2 separate regions of the Callithrix jacchus genome follow, and region 2 is linked to region 1. Evidence: chromatin contacts called from public Hi-C data. All regions are on one chromosome and are shown on one strand. The core of a region is the stretch at or near the end of the contact, and the rest is flanking DNA. Distances in the headings are between cores, read along the strand shown. Region 1 holds the start of UBE2B (ubiquitin conjugating enzyme E2 B). Region 2 holds the start of JADE2 (jade family PHD finger 2).

Region 1 (7,670 bases), core at 2,807-5,306:
ATAAGTCACCATCCATCAAGCATGGGGTCCCCACAATTCCTGTCATGTTCCTGTCAAATAAGAAGTTCCTGCACTACAGCAGTCGCCTACTTCCCGCCCTCAATTCAAACCAGACGTCTTAGGATGCCGGACCGGCGTCACGCCCCACGTCCAGCTGTCGACTTTATCCAAACAGCTGCCGCCGCTTCAGCCCATTCTCTGTGGTCCCGCTGGCCTGGCTCTGCGTGGAGCCACGGAACACTGACCCTACTTTGTTGGTTACGTCCTAGCCAAGGCTCCGGCCACTCGCTACCATGGAAACGGTCTTGCTGCGTTCTAGCCCTAGTGCGCAAGACCGGAACGTGGTCAAGGTTCCGACCCGGAAAAGAAAGTGAGAAGAAAAGGAACCTGTTCTGGATAGGTGCAAGATGAAGAGTCCTCGGCAATGGGGTGGGCAGTACAGGTTACTGTCGCAGCTGAGCCTCCTCACAAGGTTACTTTTGAATGGAGGTGATGAGCGTCCTCATTTTTTTTTTTTTTTTTGAGACAGCCCTGTTGTGTTGCCCAGGCTGGAGTGCAGTGGCGCAATCTTGGCTCCCTGCAATCTCCAACTCCCGGGTTCAAATGATTCTCCTGCCTCAGCCTCCCGAGTAGCTGGGATTACAGGCATGCGCCACCATGCCCGGCTAATTTTTGTATTTTTAGTAAAGACAGCGTTTCTACCATGTTGGCCAGGCTGGTCTCGAATTCGGACCTCAGGTGATCTGCCCGCCTCGGCCTCCCAAAGTGCTGGGATTACAGGGGTGAGCGGCCACGCCTGGCCAACATGGTTCTTAAAAACTTCTTGAACACGTGCCATATGCCTTTTAATTTTTTCTGTTAGTAATCTTTAAAAAAAAAAAAAAGAACCCTCCCTCACAACATGTCAAACTTCTAGGCAAGCAAGTAATTCGAAGGGTTCTACTATATTGGAAGTGATGTACAAGGGCACAGAAATAAAGATGCCGGAGTCTAATTGCTTAAGTAGACAGAGTTCAGCTGAAGTGACAGTCCCTAATGAATAACCACCACATCACTAGAGCAAGTCCCTAAGGAGTGCTTTTTTTTTTTTTTTTTGAATAGAGCTCTTTTTTTCTTTTTTCTGTAAAAAAAAGTCAGCCCTGTTCACGCCACTGCACTCCAGCCTGGGTGACAAAGCAAGACTGTCTCAAAAAAGAAAAAGAAAAAATTTTCCCAGGAGAAAAATGAACCAAATGGAGTCCCTTCCCTGCCCTCAGTGAGTTCATAATCCAGAGCTACAGAATTGATAACAGCATACAATTGATAGCTTTAAAATTATTCCTTCTACAAGTAGGTTGTGGCAGGCCTGGTTAACCAGGACAGCCAGTGATTCTTGCTAATACACAATTGTAAGACTTTATGATGCAGATTCACTGAATTAATCAAAGTGTTATTTCATTTTGGAAAATAAACTGTTTCCAAAACAATTGTAAATCCCTGTAGTCACTGAATTCCTTATCTCTGTTGCCTCCAGTTCCCATCTTCAGTATTTCGTTGGTCAGTCAAGAGGATTCTGAGCACATTTGTATCCATTTAGGAAATTCTTCAGCTCAACAGGGAAAGGGAGGGAGGGAGGAAGACCTCACCATTTTCCTAATCTTGCCCATAGTTCCATGGAACCAGAAAAGGTTAACTTTTTCCACTTTCCTTGTACCTCCCTTTCTGCAAACCCTGAATTGTTTCTGCTTTCAGTGACTGCCTTAACTGGTAAATTATAAGGTGTTTTTGTTTTTGTTTTTGTTTTTTTTTGTCAAGGTCTCAGTGGCACGATGATGGTTCACTGCAGCTTCAACTTCCTCGGCTCAAGCGATCCTTCTGCCTCAGCCTCCCAGGTTGCTGGGACTACTGGTGTATGTCACCACGCCTAGCTAATTTTACTTTTTGCAGAGACAGGATCTCCTGTTTTGCACAGGCTGGTCTCAAACTTATGGCCTCCCAAAGTATTAGGATTACAGGCATGAGCTTATGTCTCAGCTCATGCCGAATATTTTTAAGATACAGTTTCTCTTGACCATTTTTCTCCATGTAACCTTACATGTGTATCTTTCTCTTTTGTTATCGGAAGGGTTAGGACTGCAATGGCAGAAAGGCAAAAAAATTAAGAATATTCAGCTTTTGACTTAGAAAACACATTGTGAAATGTTTAACAGGACCTATCAAGAGTTAGGCCTGCCTAACTCGATTACCGAGGCAGTCACTGGAAGCAGAGAGAGAATTCAGGGTTTAAAGAGGAAGATGCAAGGAAAGTCGGAAAAGTTAACTCTGCTTCCATGGAACTATGGGCAAGGTTGAGGCAATGCTAAGGTCTTCATTCCACCTTCCCTTTCCCTGTTGAGCTGAAGGATTCCTCAGTACTCAGAGTCCTTAGTATAACAAAGTCCTGAGGGTAGGAACTGGAAGCAATAGAGGGAAGGACAGTAACTACAGAAAATATTCAAGGTCTGTGGGAGATCAACACTTTTGAACCCCCCTGGTGATGGGGGGGCACTTCTGGCCCATTTGCACTTTACTTGCTAGTGTAGAAAACCTAAAGTTATCTCAGGCTAGATTTATTTTTTTGTTTTGTTTTGTTTTGAGACAGAGTTTTGTTCTTGTTACCCAGGCTGGAGTGCAACGGCGCAGTCTCGGCTCACTGCAGCCTCCACCTCCTGGGTTCAAGCAATTCTGCCTCAGCCTCCCGAGTAGCTGGGACTACAGGCGCACGCCACCATGCCCAGCTAATTTTTGTATTTTTAGTAGAGACGGTGTTTCACCTTGTTGACCAGGATGGTCTCGATCTCTTGACCTCGTGATCCACTCGCCTCAGCCTCCCAAAGTGCTGGGACTATAGGCGTGAGCCATCGCACCGGGCCTTCAGGCTAGATTTATAACCCTCACTCATATCTACAGGAGCTCTCCCCCAGGTATAAATCATATTTGTAGGTTTCTTTGACAACCAACCACTCATTGATAAGCCTGGAAGTCTGCAACCCCACATTCCTTAAAAATATACAATGGTACAACCCCCTATAGGCAAGTCCCGGACTCTGACACATATCTTCAAATGAAAGCAGACCCAGAAAGGAAAAACTGCATAATACACCATCCTTTAATGTTTGCCCAAAATTTTCAATACTAGAAACCCCACTGCAAAGCTGAAAGACTATTTGGTAGCTTCAAGGAAGCATTGCAGGATATTGTTGTGTGGGCCTCAACATTCAATGCTGCCTTAGAAGATCGTGCAATACCCTTCTTGCCCCAATAGCAGAGTTGATAAGCCACTGAACCAACCAGAGGGGAATTATTTTTGGTCCCGGTTTAAAGAAAACAAAACGTGACTCATGCCTGTAATCCCAGCACTTTGAGAGACCCTGCCTCTACAAAATGTAAAATAAATAAATAATTTTAAAACCCTCAAAAAAAAAAACAAAACAAAACAAAACAAAACAAGCTGTTGATTCTGCCATGATCTCTTGGGTAATGATGTCTCTAACCTGTAATAAACAGGAAACAACTAATAAAGGTGTAATCTCCCTTGAACCAGCTTCATAGAGCTGGCTGAAACTCACATAGAGGCGAGGCTTTCACGTGACCCATTCTAAAGGCGTCATAGGGACACGTGGTTCTAGATACTTCTCCCCCTCCCCCTCAGGGGTGGATTGTTGACAAGGCCACGGTCAGTCACGTGATCTTACGTCATCCCACCTCCTTTCCCTGAAATCTCTGGCCCGGATGAGTCCCCCCTCTCTCCACCCCGCCGAGTCTAAACTAATGACGGGGAGGGGGACAGATAGTGTTTCGGTTCCGTGGTCTCTGAATCCACAACCTCTAGTGTAAGCACAGAGTACACAAACTTGCCGATCATTTCAGGAAGCCCAGGCTGAACCCAGCCCCGCAGAAGGGCTCGGAGAACGCGCGCTCCAGCGTCCCGCCCCCTCCTCCCCCAACGCTCTTCCGTGGTAGCGGCGGAGGGCGGAGGGATCCGGAGGGCGGAGGGATCCGGAGGCGGCGGAGGGAGACGTCATTGCAGGGTTGTTTGTCAGTCTCGGCGACGGCAGCAGCGGCAGCTACCCACAGTGATTTGGCCGCCGCGCCGGGGGGTGGGGGGGCTGCGCGGGACTCTTTTCTTTCAGACTGACCGCGGGGCAGCTGGGGAGCATGTCGACCCCGGCCCGGAGAAGGCTCATGCGGGATTTCAAGCGGTAAGGGCCTTCACGTCCGCCTAGATGACGGCCCCTCAAAGCTGCGGGGCTGCAGGGTGGGGATCCCGGACACCTTCCCCTTGTGACCCTCCGAGGGCCGGCTGTGGGCCCAGCAGAACTGGCAGAAGCCGGGTCCTAGCCTCGGCTTCCACTACCTTATCCTTGCCTCTCGTTTTGGCGGCCGAATAAATTTCGATACTCCTCCTACCCCCAAAAAGTAAAACGGTGTCGATCGACTGGCCTAGGGTTCCCTGCTGCCCTTTTCGGCCAGCTGCCCGGCGATCAGATTTCCTCCACCCGCCCCTGCACCCTGCGGCGCCCCCTTCTTGTCCTCTTAAAGTAAGCTCCTGCGGGAGTTTGTTCCTCGCCGGCTGCACCGGTCAGCTTTGTTTCACTGCCCCGCCGTCTTCTCCGAGGAGCCGGGTTGGGGCGAAACCCCCCGCACCACGCCCCGGTCCTTTCCATTTCTACCGTGAGGGTGGGGTCCAGTGCGTGAGGCCCGGAGCTTAACCCATCCCCCGAAACCCGACTCTGTCCCCGCCCGCCTGAAAGGACCTTGGGAACCGACTTAGAGATCTGGGACCTCAGAGCTGGCCACCCCGGCTGCCAGTGCCTTCTGGAACTCAGCTCTGGCTGGTGAAGAAAGCCCTATCTATAGCCTCCCGAGTCTGGAAAAATGCCTTCCCTTAGACGGGCGCTAATTTGATACTCCCTGGGCCTCCTTTGGTAAATAAATAGGGTTTTAACTGTTAGGAGGTATTGGGGTTGTGAGAAAGAGAATGATTAGTCCGTCGTTTGCCTTTAATTGGATACTTAGAGACATAGAAAAACATGTGAGAAAACAGCATTTTGATAACTCTGCACGTTTTTCTTAAAATTTTTTTTGGGGATACCTGCCCTAATTGAGACAAAATATCTGGCCTAAAAACTTAGATTTGTCGCTCAGGAAGTCGCCTCTCAACTCAGCCATTATAAAGCCTATGTGAAGCATTTGGAAGCCATCCATTGTTTTGGGCTTTGGCCAACTTATTTAATTCATTGGTAGCTTCTCTTAGCCATTTAAAGGTAGGCGTCAAGCAGTGCAGTTCTTGTGAGGCTTCTGTTCGTGGCGGCCTAATTTGCTTGAAATTGACTAAAAACCTTTTTTTTTTTTAATGTGGACTAGTTGCAAAGTGTGATGCCCCATGAAAACGACTGCATATGTATTTGTGTGTATAATGTAGCATTTTTAATTGACACTACAGTCTCTGAAAGGAGATGCCCTTTTTTGTGCAAAAGTTATCTTTCTAAAGCTTGAAATTAGTGTATTTGCTTGGCACTTGTGACTAAAATTCAAATAGCAATTTAGTTCACGTCATTGTCTCCCTGGCTCCTTACTGTAATGCTCTGCTTAATTCTGAGTTGAGTATATGACACCTTTTGAAGTTTTCCAAAGGTCTGCAGGTTATAAGAATTTGAGGAATGTTGGAAAGCCTTGTATTGAGTCTCCTGATCTGAGAGGTAGATTTGGTGTTAGTGCAGAGCCTTAAAATAGGGACTGGCAGAAAACCTACTGATTACTTTTTAAAGCCATTGCCGTTTGAAGCAAAAGGGATAAAGTAAATCTGCCTAATACTAGTTTTGTAATTAACGTGTTTTCAGTCATTAGTGTTTACACTGAGGTTTGCTTTTCTTTTTTTAGCCATTTTGCAGAAGTACCTGTGGTTAAGACACACAGTCTTTGGATGGTTAGAGCAGCAAAATCGATGGTTCTGTAAAAATATTATTTGCTTTTGAGTTTTTAAACTTTTTTTTGGTTTAAGAGGACAGTCTGTATGCATCAATTCTTGAAGAGATAATAATCTTGATAATATTGAAAAAGGGATGATTCTCAAGCCTTTTACATTTTTAGATAATTTGGAGAGGTATTTAATAAGTGTATATACCTGGTTAATATATTTAAGTCATAGGGTTCATTTTAGTTCACAGTAACAAGGAAATGGAGTTAGTCCCTGTGTCACAATAGATGGTATAGTGTCTGTAGGTGTTTATGTGGCCTCCTTAGTGGCCTTAATGTTCAACTTTTTAAATTACCACTCCGGATTTCTAGGTTACAAGAGGACCCACCTGTGGGTGTCAGTGGTGCACCATCTGAAAACAACATCATGCAGTGGAATGCAGTTATATTTGGGTGAGTTGAAAGGTTTATAATAGGTGTGTGTTGAATCTTTAAGTGAATATATAACAACTGCCTAGGAAAAGAAACTGGGGTGGATTGAGAGATCTTCAGGACTAAAACTACAAGATAAATTAGAAAAAAATTTTTTTAATTAGAATTTTAGCTCATGCCTAGGAGGATCGCTTGAACCCAGGAGTTCATCACCAGCCTGAGCAATATAATGAAACAGTGAGTCTCTCTCTCCCTGCCCCCCAAAAAAAGGAGTTTTGGCCCAGCCTGGGCAACATAGTGAGACCTCATCTCTACAAAAAGTATAAAACTAGCTGGGCATAGTGGTGCACACCTGTGGTCCCAGCTACTTGGAAGGCTGAGGCAGGAGGATCACTTGAGCCCAGGAATTTGAGTGCCATGATTATGCCACTGCACTCCAGCCTGGGCAGCAGAACCAAGACCCTTATGTTTCAAAAAAAAAAGGAAAAAAATTTCAGCAGTTATATACAATTTATTTGCTCTTTTATTATAGGGTTTTATAATCACTTCAGGTTTTACTTTAAAATACTATTCAAAACTATATGGAATGGAATAATAAAGGAGAAAATATAAATTATTTTGTATAAAATATACCATGCAAATGCTTTAATTCTGTTGGAGCTATTACAAGATTTGGAACCAAAAATATTAAGAACTTCTACTGTGGCAAGTATTTAAGTGAAAAGGATTCACAGCCCGGTGTGAAGTAGCAGAATGCAGCCATTTGAGGAGTTGTAAATTTTACGTACTATATATGTTGCATATATGCTTTTTAATTTAAATTTTCCTTATGCTTTTTCTTTGGTTTTTCTAGACTTGATCTGTTTTTTCTTTCATTCCTTTGAAACTCGAGATATGCATTAAAAAGTAAAAGGAATATGTTGATAAACAGAATTCTGATACTCCAGTTCAGCTACAAGAGTCTACATTTAAAGACTAGTGGAAAATGAGTGAGGTTCACCCTCATAAAGCACTTCTGTTATATTCAGGGTATTATCTGGCTACTTTGAGATCCTGAATATGCCTTGCAAGTAATAATTAAACCTTGTGCTGCTGCTTAGGAAGTATGAAATTGGGATGTGGTGGCAAGGATCTGAACAAGAGAATCTGGCTTTTTGGTGACAGCAGCTATGCTTAGCCTATTTGAACAAACGTTATGCATCTGTTGGAAAGCAGGACACTTGGGTTTAGCATCATAACTAAAGACTATTGCTTTCCATCTTATTGCTGTTAAATGAAAAAGATGACTTTTTCTCTTAAGA
Region 2 (7,670 bases), core at 1,941-4,440, 170 kb after region 1:
ACTACTTCCATTGCTACCGCTCTGGTCCAGTCATCTCTCACCTCCTTTATTCAGGTGGTCTCCTAACTGGGCTTCCTGCTTCTGCTTTGCCTCTTTAATCTGTTCCCCACGTAACACCCGAGTGACCCGTAAAACCCAGGGTCAGATCATGTCGGTCATCTGCTCAAAACCCTCCTTATCACTCCAGCAAAAGCCAAATTCCTAACAATGACCTACAAGGCCCTATATAATCTCTTTCATTTACATATTAAACACATTCCTGCCTTGGAGGCATTGGACTTGCTGGCCTCTAGTTGGTTCTTAACCTTTTTTGTGCATGTGCCACGGACTGTTTTCGCAGTCTGTGACACCTGTGGACTCCTGAGTACAGTATCTTTAAAGCCATAAAATAAGTTCCATAAATTATAAAGAAAACCAATTGTATTGAAATACAACTCTCAAAATATTTTAAAATATATACTATATGTGCTTCTTTATTAATTCATTAAATTACAAGAGATAAGGAGGCGGGTGGGTCATGAGGTCAGGAGATCGAGACCATCCTGGCCAACATGGTGAAACCCTATCTCTACTAAAAATACAAAAATTATCTGGGCATGGTGGCACGTGCCTGCGCGTGCCTGTAATCCCAGCTGCTCGGGAGGCTGAGGCAGAAGAATTTCTTGAACCAGGGAGTCAGAGTTTGCAGTGAACCGAGATCAAGCCAGTGTACTCCAGCCTGATAACAGAGTGAGACTTTGTCTCAAAAAAAAAAAAAATTACAAGAGCTAGCAGCATGATTTTGAAGTAGTGATGAGTAAAATGATATTTTTTCAATAAATTACTTGTGAAGTGTAATGATATTTTAAGATATTTGCAACAACTCTACTAATATCAAAATATCTGATTTCTACCAACAATAATATCACAGGTGCTGTAAATATCACTGATTTGTTATCTGTATTCATAATTGAAGAACATGCTACATTTTAATTAGTGAAAATAAAGGTGTAATTTTTTCCTCATCTAAGGTCAAGATCCTCTGAATTCTATCCACAGACCCATGGAGAGGAGAGTCTGTCGTCTCCAGGTTAAGAACAGCTGGCTTCCCTTCCCCCATGTACATACACACATACTCATATACACAGTTCGCTCCTTTACCTCCTTTTCTCAAATACTGCCTTCTCGGTGAGCCCTTCCCTGACTATTTTATTTAAAACTGCACTCCCACGTTGTGTATCACCCTTTCCTACTTAAGAGTTTCTCGACAGCACTTAATCACTTTCAAACATAATACATATTTATTTTTTGGAATTTAGAATAAAATCATGTCCAGTCTTAACCTGCTCACTCTAGCAGCTAACATTTTTACCCTTTTTTGTTTAGGCTCCAGGGTACATGTGAAGGATGTACAGGTTTGTCACACAGGTAAACGTGTGCCGCGGTGGTTTGTTGCACAGATCATCCCAACACCTAGGCATTAAGCCCAGCATCCACTAGCTATTCTTCCTGATGCTCTCCCTGTCCCGCCCCTCATTTGCTTATTTTTTCTGTATTTGTGTTTGTGTGTGCTTCGTCCCCAACACCAAGAATGGTGCCTGCCATATGGGAGGCCTGTGGAAAAAAACGAATGATTACATCTCCAAGAACTCTGTTTCTTCTCATTTCTTTCCTGTAAAAAGTTAATGAATGATTATATCCAAAGTAGGGATTGTGGAAAAAGGAAAAAAAAAAGTTAATGAATGATTTGTGAGACTTTTAATAAAGATTAAGGAGTTACAATTAGCTTTATCGTTATCATTCTGTTAAAGCTTCCAAGGTTAACCTTAAACAGCAGCAGAGAGCTGTGGGAATCCAAGGATTTTCACAGGACTTCCAGTCCTATGCAAGCGGTATTTTCAAGCGCTCATTAGAAGACCTGGGTCTCACCCCAAGTCAGTGAACCACCTCAGAGGCAAAGTGCTGCTCATAAACTTCTTTCTTGCCAAGACAGCAATCAGACCCCCATCCCTAATCAAAGCAATATTAGTAATACTTTTTCTTTCTGGCAGTGTGGTAAAATAGAAACCACATTAGGTCTTAAGGTCAGCTAGATCTAGGAGCCAACTCTGCCAGCACTTACTAGCTGTGTGGCTGTGGTTAAGTTACTAAACCTTTCTGAACAGGTAAGAAGGGGGTTAGGGGAGAAGGAGATGGAATGGCTCCCAAAGTGACCAGTACAGAGCAGGTGTACTTTAAATGGTCACCCCTCCCTCCTCCATCTCTGGAGATCATCTCTTTAGACTGTGCCACTGTAAACTGGTGCCCTCACTCCCACCCCCAGATATGTGGCCGACAGTCATCTGGACCTTGACCATCAAGCTTCGAAGAACAATTTTACCCTTCCTAAAGAAACCCACTTAGGTAGTTGGCAAAGTGCTAATGGGCACTGTGCACCCTAAGCCAGGTGCTGCTTTACACATACCACATGTATATGCACATACATACATATATGCACGTGTGCACACATGGCCTCAGGAACCCTCCAACCACCCCATTCTACCCAAGAGGAAAAAGAGTCCAAAGGAGATGAATTCACTTGCCCGCATCACACAGCTTCTGAACTGCAAAGCCAGGATTAGAACCTAAGTATTTAACTGTTTTGTTACGCACTCCAAGTCTGCAACACCTGTTTCCAGACTCTGAGCTTGGCTAGGGAAAAATCCCACCAATTGACCACTGAGAGCCACAGCCAGGTCTAACTGGGTGGTAATTCCCAGACCATCCTCTTGCCAGACAATTCTCCTCAGACTTTGTGAATGAAGGCCAAGGAAGAAGAAATGTTGCAGTGACTCCCTTTGAGCCCATATTTCTTTCTTGTTGCAAAAACTGCTTATTTCAGCATCCATCATCTCCCTCTTTGTTGGGTAGACAATCCGCCCTGTCGGAGGATTTGTGCTGTTATTATGAGTTTGTTTATTATTAGATTTATTTCTCCTATAAGCAAATGTGTTCACAACACTCCATCGGGGAATCTTCTTAATTGTCACATAAATGTCATCTTATGTAAATTGAATATTTGTCTTCCCATGGAAGGGGGTGGAGGGGAAAGAAGAATAAACAACCTTCAGTCTTGGAGAGGGAAGGCTACTCCTGTGTCCATTCACAACTCACCCACGTGCCTTCAATGCCAAAGGTGAGCTGAAAAATTATTGGATCACCTTTGAGGGGCAGTCGAGCATGAGGGGGAATAAAAAGTTGGCCACTGTGCTTTGGGGATGTTGGGCCAGGCTCCCCACAATCTGCTCCGGAGGGCAGACCACCCCCTCCCAAGCCAGAGGCATTCCGAAGAGGTTGAAGCTTGACCCCCCATCCCTCCCCAACCAGGAGGCCAGTCCTTCCCCTTCCTCGAGAGAAGGTGAGCTCGGCGGGCGCAGCGGGTTGGGTGGGTGTGGCCCGCGGCTCCGGGAACAGACCCAAGGCCCCGCCACCGCCGGCTAGCAGCCCGACAGCCCGCCCGCCTGGCGAGCGCAGGCTCTTCTTCCAGAAACTGCGAGGATCCGAGCGCACTGTTTGTGCACCACAAGGTCAAGTCGGGAAGTGGAGCCGGAGGAGGAGGGGCGAGGAGGCGAAGGGTGGGGAGAGGGGCGCCCTGCTTCCTCGCCATGTGCCAGCCTTTGGAAGTTACCCCTCGGTTTTTAACCCTTTCGGGGTAATGGGAAGAAAGAGCAAGGGGGAAGGGGTCGCCCCGGGGCAAAATCCTACTGGGGCCAGGATGTGCAGCCAGCCACCTACCCACCCTTCACTGGCTTCTCCACCCCCCGGAAATGCGGGGCAGCGCTAGGCGCCAGGAGGCACCCGGGAAGGGGGAGGGGGCGACGAGCCCCAAGGGGACCCTCTCTACGGACCGCCCCTCTTTTCTTGAGGTCGCCTACAATTTCAAGTTTCCCCCGCCCGGAATGTTAGTTTTACATTTGGAGTGGGTGCGGGGAGGAGGGCCGCGCCCCCTCCTCAAGACTCTCGTGCGCCCATCCCCTCCCCTCCTGCCAGCACTTTCTGCTCACTTCAGGCGCTGCGAAACGCCACGCGATTTATTCGATTCACATTTTAAAACCAGCGATTCAAAAGCAGGGCCTAGGGCGAGGGTCTTCCAGCGCTGGAGCCCCGGGGGGCGGGGTGCTCAGTGCAAACCTCGTTCCCTCCGCGAGTGTCGCCTCCAGGCTGTTATTTGCAAAGAAACGTCTTTTTGACGCAGGGAGAAATGGCAAATTTTAAGTACGTCATTAATATGGCGCCAAAAGATTTTTTTAAGTATAAGCTTGCTTTTTTTTTTTTTTAAGGTTGCGGGGGGCGCCGCCCGGGTCTGGGGCGCGTAGGGGGCGGGGTGTGAGCAGAAAGTGTGAGTGAAAGAGTGGAGGGGCGGGGTATGTGTGTGAGTGTGTGAAGTGTGAGCAGACCTGATGGGACTTGCATGGGCGCAGCCGCCGCTCGGGCCCGGCCCTGGGGACGGGGCGGGCTAGGGGCGCCCCAGAGTCCATGGGGAGTCCGGGCCCAGGGTGCCGGCAGGCGTGGTGGGGGCGCGGCGAGGCAGGGCACCCTCCCCCCCACCGGGCCCGCAACGCTACCTGGACTGCCCGCCCGAGCCAAACAACTGGGGGGGGGGGAGCGGCGACGGGGGTGTCGGGAGCGGAGATCAGAGTGAATAAGAAAAAAGTGGCTACTCCCCCTCCCTCGCTCCTCTGCCCGCCCCCACCCCACCCCCACCCCAACACATTTTTTTTTTCTAAAGAGATCACAAGGAAGTCTTGGTTTAAAAAGAAACAGAAACATACACAGGGGGTTGGTGAATGGTGCCGACTGCGGCCATCGCAGTTGGAGGCTATTTTTTGGGGGGGTGAGTAGCGTCTATGGAGTTACTTTGCGCCCACTCCTAGTGGTACCCGCTCAGGTCTGGCGGGCTGACTGTCCCCGGCGGGGGGCGTGGGGCCGGGGACGCCACGGGCCCCACCGCCTCCCTCGCCGCGACCCCGGATGGATGAGCGCCCCCCGCCCTCCCGCGCCGGCCCCAGGAGCTCCCGGCTTCGGGAGCATCCTTCCCGCGCCGGTCCCTGCAGCGGCGCGTAGCCGCGGGCAGCGCCCCTCAGGGGGGTACCGCGGAGCAAGGTAAGATCCAGCCCCCGGCGGATGGGCCCTGCGCATCTCCACGACATTATTTGGTGTTTTTGCAACAGATCTGCCAGCGCTCCTCGCTCCCTCGCTCTCTTGCTCGCTCGCTCCCTCTCTCTCCTGCTGGCTGCCTGTTCTAGGAAGCCAGCGCGGAGGGGGGGGAATGCACAGCACAGGGGAGAGAGATTGCGCATGTTGGTCAGTCGTGTTTTAAAGAGTACAGTGCGGGGAGGCTGAGAGGGGCGCATGCAGCAACAACTTTTGGAAGGGTGAGCTTGGCGACCTTCTTTATTAATGACTGCGGCAAAGCGCCCCCGGGCCGGAGGGGGCGCGGGCGGGCGGGGGCGCGCCTGGGCTGCAACTTGCCCCGCGGGCTCCGGCCGGGCGTAGGGGCTGCGGCGGGAGATGGGTACGGTGGGGAGGTTGAGTGGCCAGGGCGGGGGCTCTGAGAACCGGGAGCTATCTGTTCTCCTGTCTCCCCGAGTTTCATTTTGTTGATACGCAGCACGTCTGGGCGCCGAACCGGGCTGAGCCGGTGCACATGACCTCGCGCTGGGCTCACGTGCAGCCGGTCCGGTCCCAGACACCTTCCGGGGGCCACCGCCTCCGCCCTGTCGCCCCCTCTCCCGGCCCGGTGCACGCGGGCGCTGCACGCGGGGGCAGCATGCTCGGCTCCTGGGCTTGGAGGCTCTGCACAAATTAGACAGTTTTTTGGAGGGGCGGGGGCCACCCTTTCCAGGTGAGTATGGAGGGTGCGGAGCCTCGGCGCCAGGGGCGCGGACTGGGGTCGGGAACAGCCCCCACCTCCCGGGCCGCGCGGGAGTCCGGCGGGGGAGAGGCGCTGGGAGAGTGGAAATGTACCGGCGGCGGCCGGAGTGGCGGGTGCGCGCCCGCGGGGCGACGGCAGGGGGCGTGGCCCTTGTTTACCTTCTCCCAACTCTGCCGGTTCGCGTCCCGCTTCAGGGACGGATCCGCAGTCCCCTGCCCTCTGCCCCTGCGCCCTGGGTGTTACTAGGAAGATGCAGGCTTGTGACGGACCCTATTTGGGACGCACACACCTGACTCAAATGAGTGACATTGCAGCCTCCGCCCCCACCAAGCACTGCTGCAGTCCCTGTGCCGGATCCCCGGCCCCGCCCCGCCCCCGGCAGTGGCATCTTCCCGGCCTCACCTCCTTCCTCCCTCTCCCTCCCTTCTTCCCACCCACTCGCCTGCGCCTGCGGAGCGGGGCCCGCCCGCCTCCTCCCTGCCTGGGTGCAGAGTTGTGGCTCCCCATGGTTTCTTCCCGCCCATCCCTGGGTCCTGAGACACCCTCTCTTCTCGGCCAATGGATGAGAGGGGTCAACTTGGCGATTCTCAGCTGTTCTGCCGGAGGATGGGAATGCCTGCGAGACAGCCAGGAAGGCTTCACTGTAGCTTCCAGAGGCCCAGCCCTGTCCCCTACTGCACACGCTACCCACCCCCCTCCTCCCGCCCCGAGGCTCGGCTGCTCTTCCCGGCGTCTCTTAAACCCTTCCCCCGACCGGAGCGTCAAGCCCACCCACCTCCCGGCGCCGCCCCTGGTCCGCACAGCCTCTTGCCCTTCCTTCGCCTGGGCCGGAGCCCCCCGCAGCCTCCTCCGGCTCCTCCTCCCGGCTCCCGCTGTCGGAATCACGCCGGCGCGCCTCCAGCCTGCGGTCCCGCGGACTGCCTCCAGGGGCGGGCTGGAGACGCGCGCAACTCCCCTCCCAGTCCCCTCGGCCACAGCCGCTGGCCTGGGCACTTTTTAACCAGCTTGGCCGCTGGCCTCTTGCTGGAGGCTGGGGCAAGTGAAGGGTCACCAGGTGTCTTTACCCTATGTCAAAGGCACACTGCGTTCGGTGATTCTGGTCTCTGCAGATTTCCAAACCTCGCCACTGCTTCTAGCACCCCCGGCTCATCTTCTGCAGGATTTCGAGGCACAAAGTTTTATCCTGGGTCAGAGTTTGTAGGGGGTCATCGAGAGGTGTCACATTTCCATTCAGAGCGGTTCCAAAGCGGCTAGGAAGGGGCTGGGTGGGACGTGCCTTGCCTTTGTTGGAAGGAGGACCCCTGAGCTCTGATCCCAGACAGGCTGTCAGGACGCCCCCTTAGCATTTATGTCCTGCAAACTGAGTCCTGCGCCTGGGAGGTATAGGGCCGCCTGGCCCCTTCTCTCGGAGTGGCATTAACTCCCTGCCTTCACTGGTAAAATTCCCAGTAGGACATTTGGCAAAAGGGCTGGGCAGGGAGCTGCCAACCGGGCCTGGCTTTATTTCCTGGGTTCCCAGGGCTTCTCCCCTACCCTGACTTTCTCTCTCACCCCAGGGCCCCAGATGAACACACCATCCGTCCTGTCCCATCTTCCCTGGACGGGTTGGGACTCGCAGAGCCATCTAGCAAGCAGAGGAGGAAAATAACAACAGAATAACTGTAAGGGGGAAGGAATGAGTAATAAAGCTGACCCAGGCAGGGAGGAGGGCTTTCATGTTTAAGAGATGCTATTTGCTTTTTAGGTCACAGGCTGCAAAAACAGGCTTTGATCCGAA

The links. A called contact is a pair of places that touch in the nucleus more often than the background predicts.
Region 2: a contact with region 1 is called in a Hi-C map of skeletal muscle, with 5 times the contacts expected there. The contact joins the promoter of JADE2 here to the promoter of UBE2B in region 1. A contact is called at or near these places in 2 of 3 Hi-C or Micro-C datasets (both in skeletal muscle).

Annotation. Positions count from the first base shown.
Region 1 is chr2:32,755,806-32,763,475 of calJac240_pri, forward strand. It overlaps UBE2B (ubiquitin conjugating enzyme E2 B), which reads left to right and starts at 4,057. Exons shown (of 5, transcript XM_008984915.6): 1 at 4,057-4,220; 2 at 6,310-6,390. The coding sequence starts at 4,177. It overlaps CDKL3 (cyclin dependent kinase like 3), which reads right to left and starts at 4,002. Exons shown (of 13, transcript XM_078359378.1): 1 at 3,588-4,002.
Region 2 is chr2:32,923,960-32,931,629 of calJac240_pri, forward strand. It overlaps JADE2 (jade family PHD finger 2), which reads left to right and starts at 3,191. Exons shown (of 12, transcript XM_035284880.3): 1 at 3,191-3,376. LOC103789122 reads right to left here and starts at 7,610. Exons shown (of 5, transcript XM_035278948.3): 1 at 7,587-7,610; 2 at 6,669-6,923; 3 at 6,336-6,509; 4 at 6,052-6,163; 5 at 5,324-5,814. The coding sequence starts at 7,610. The coding sequence ends at 5,324.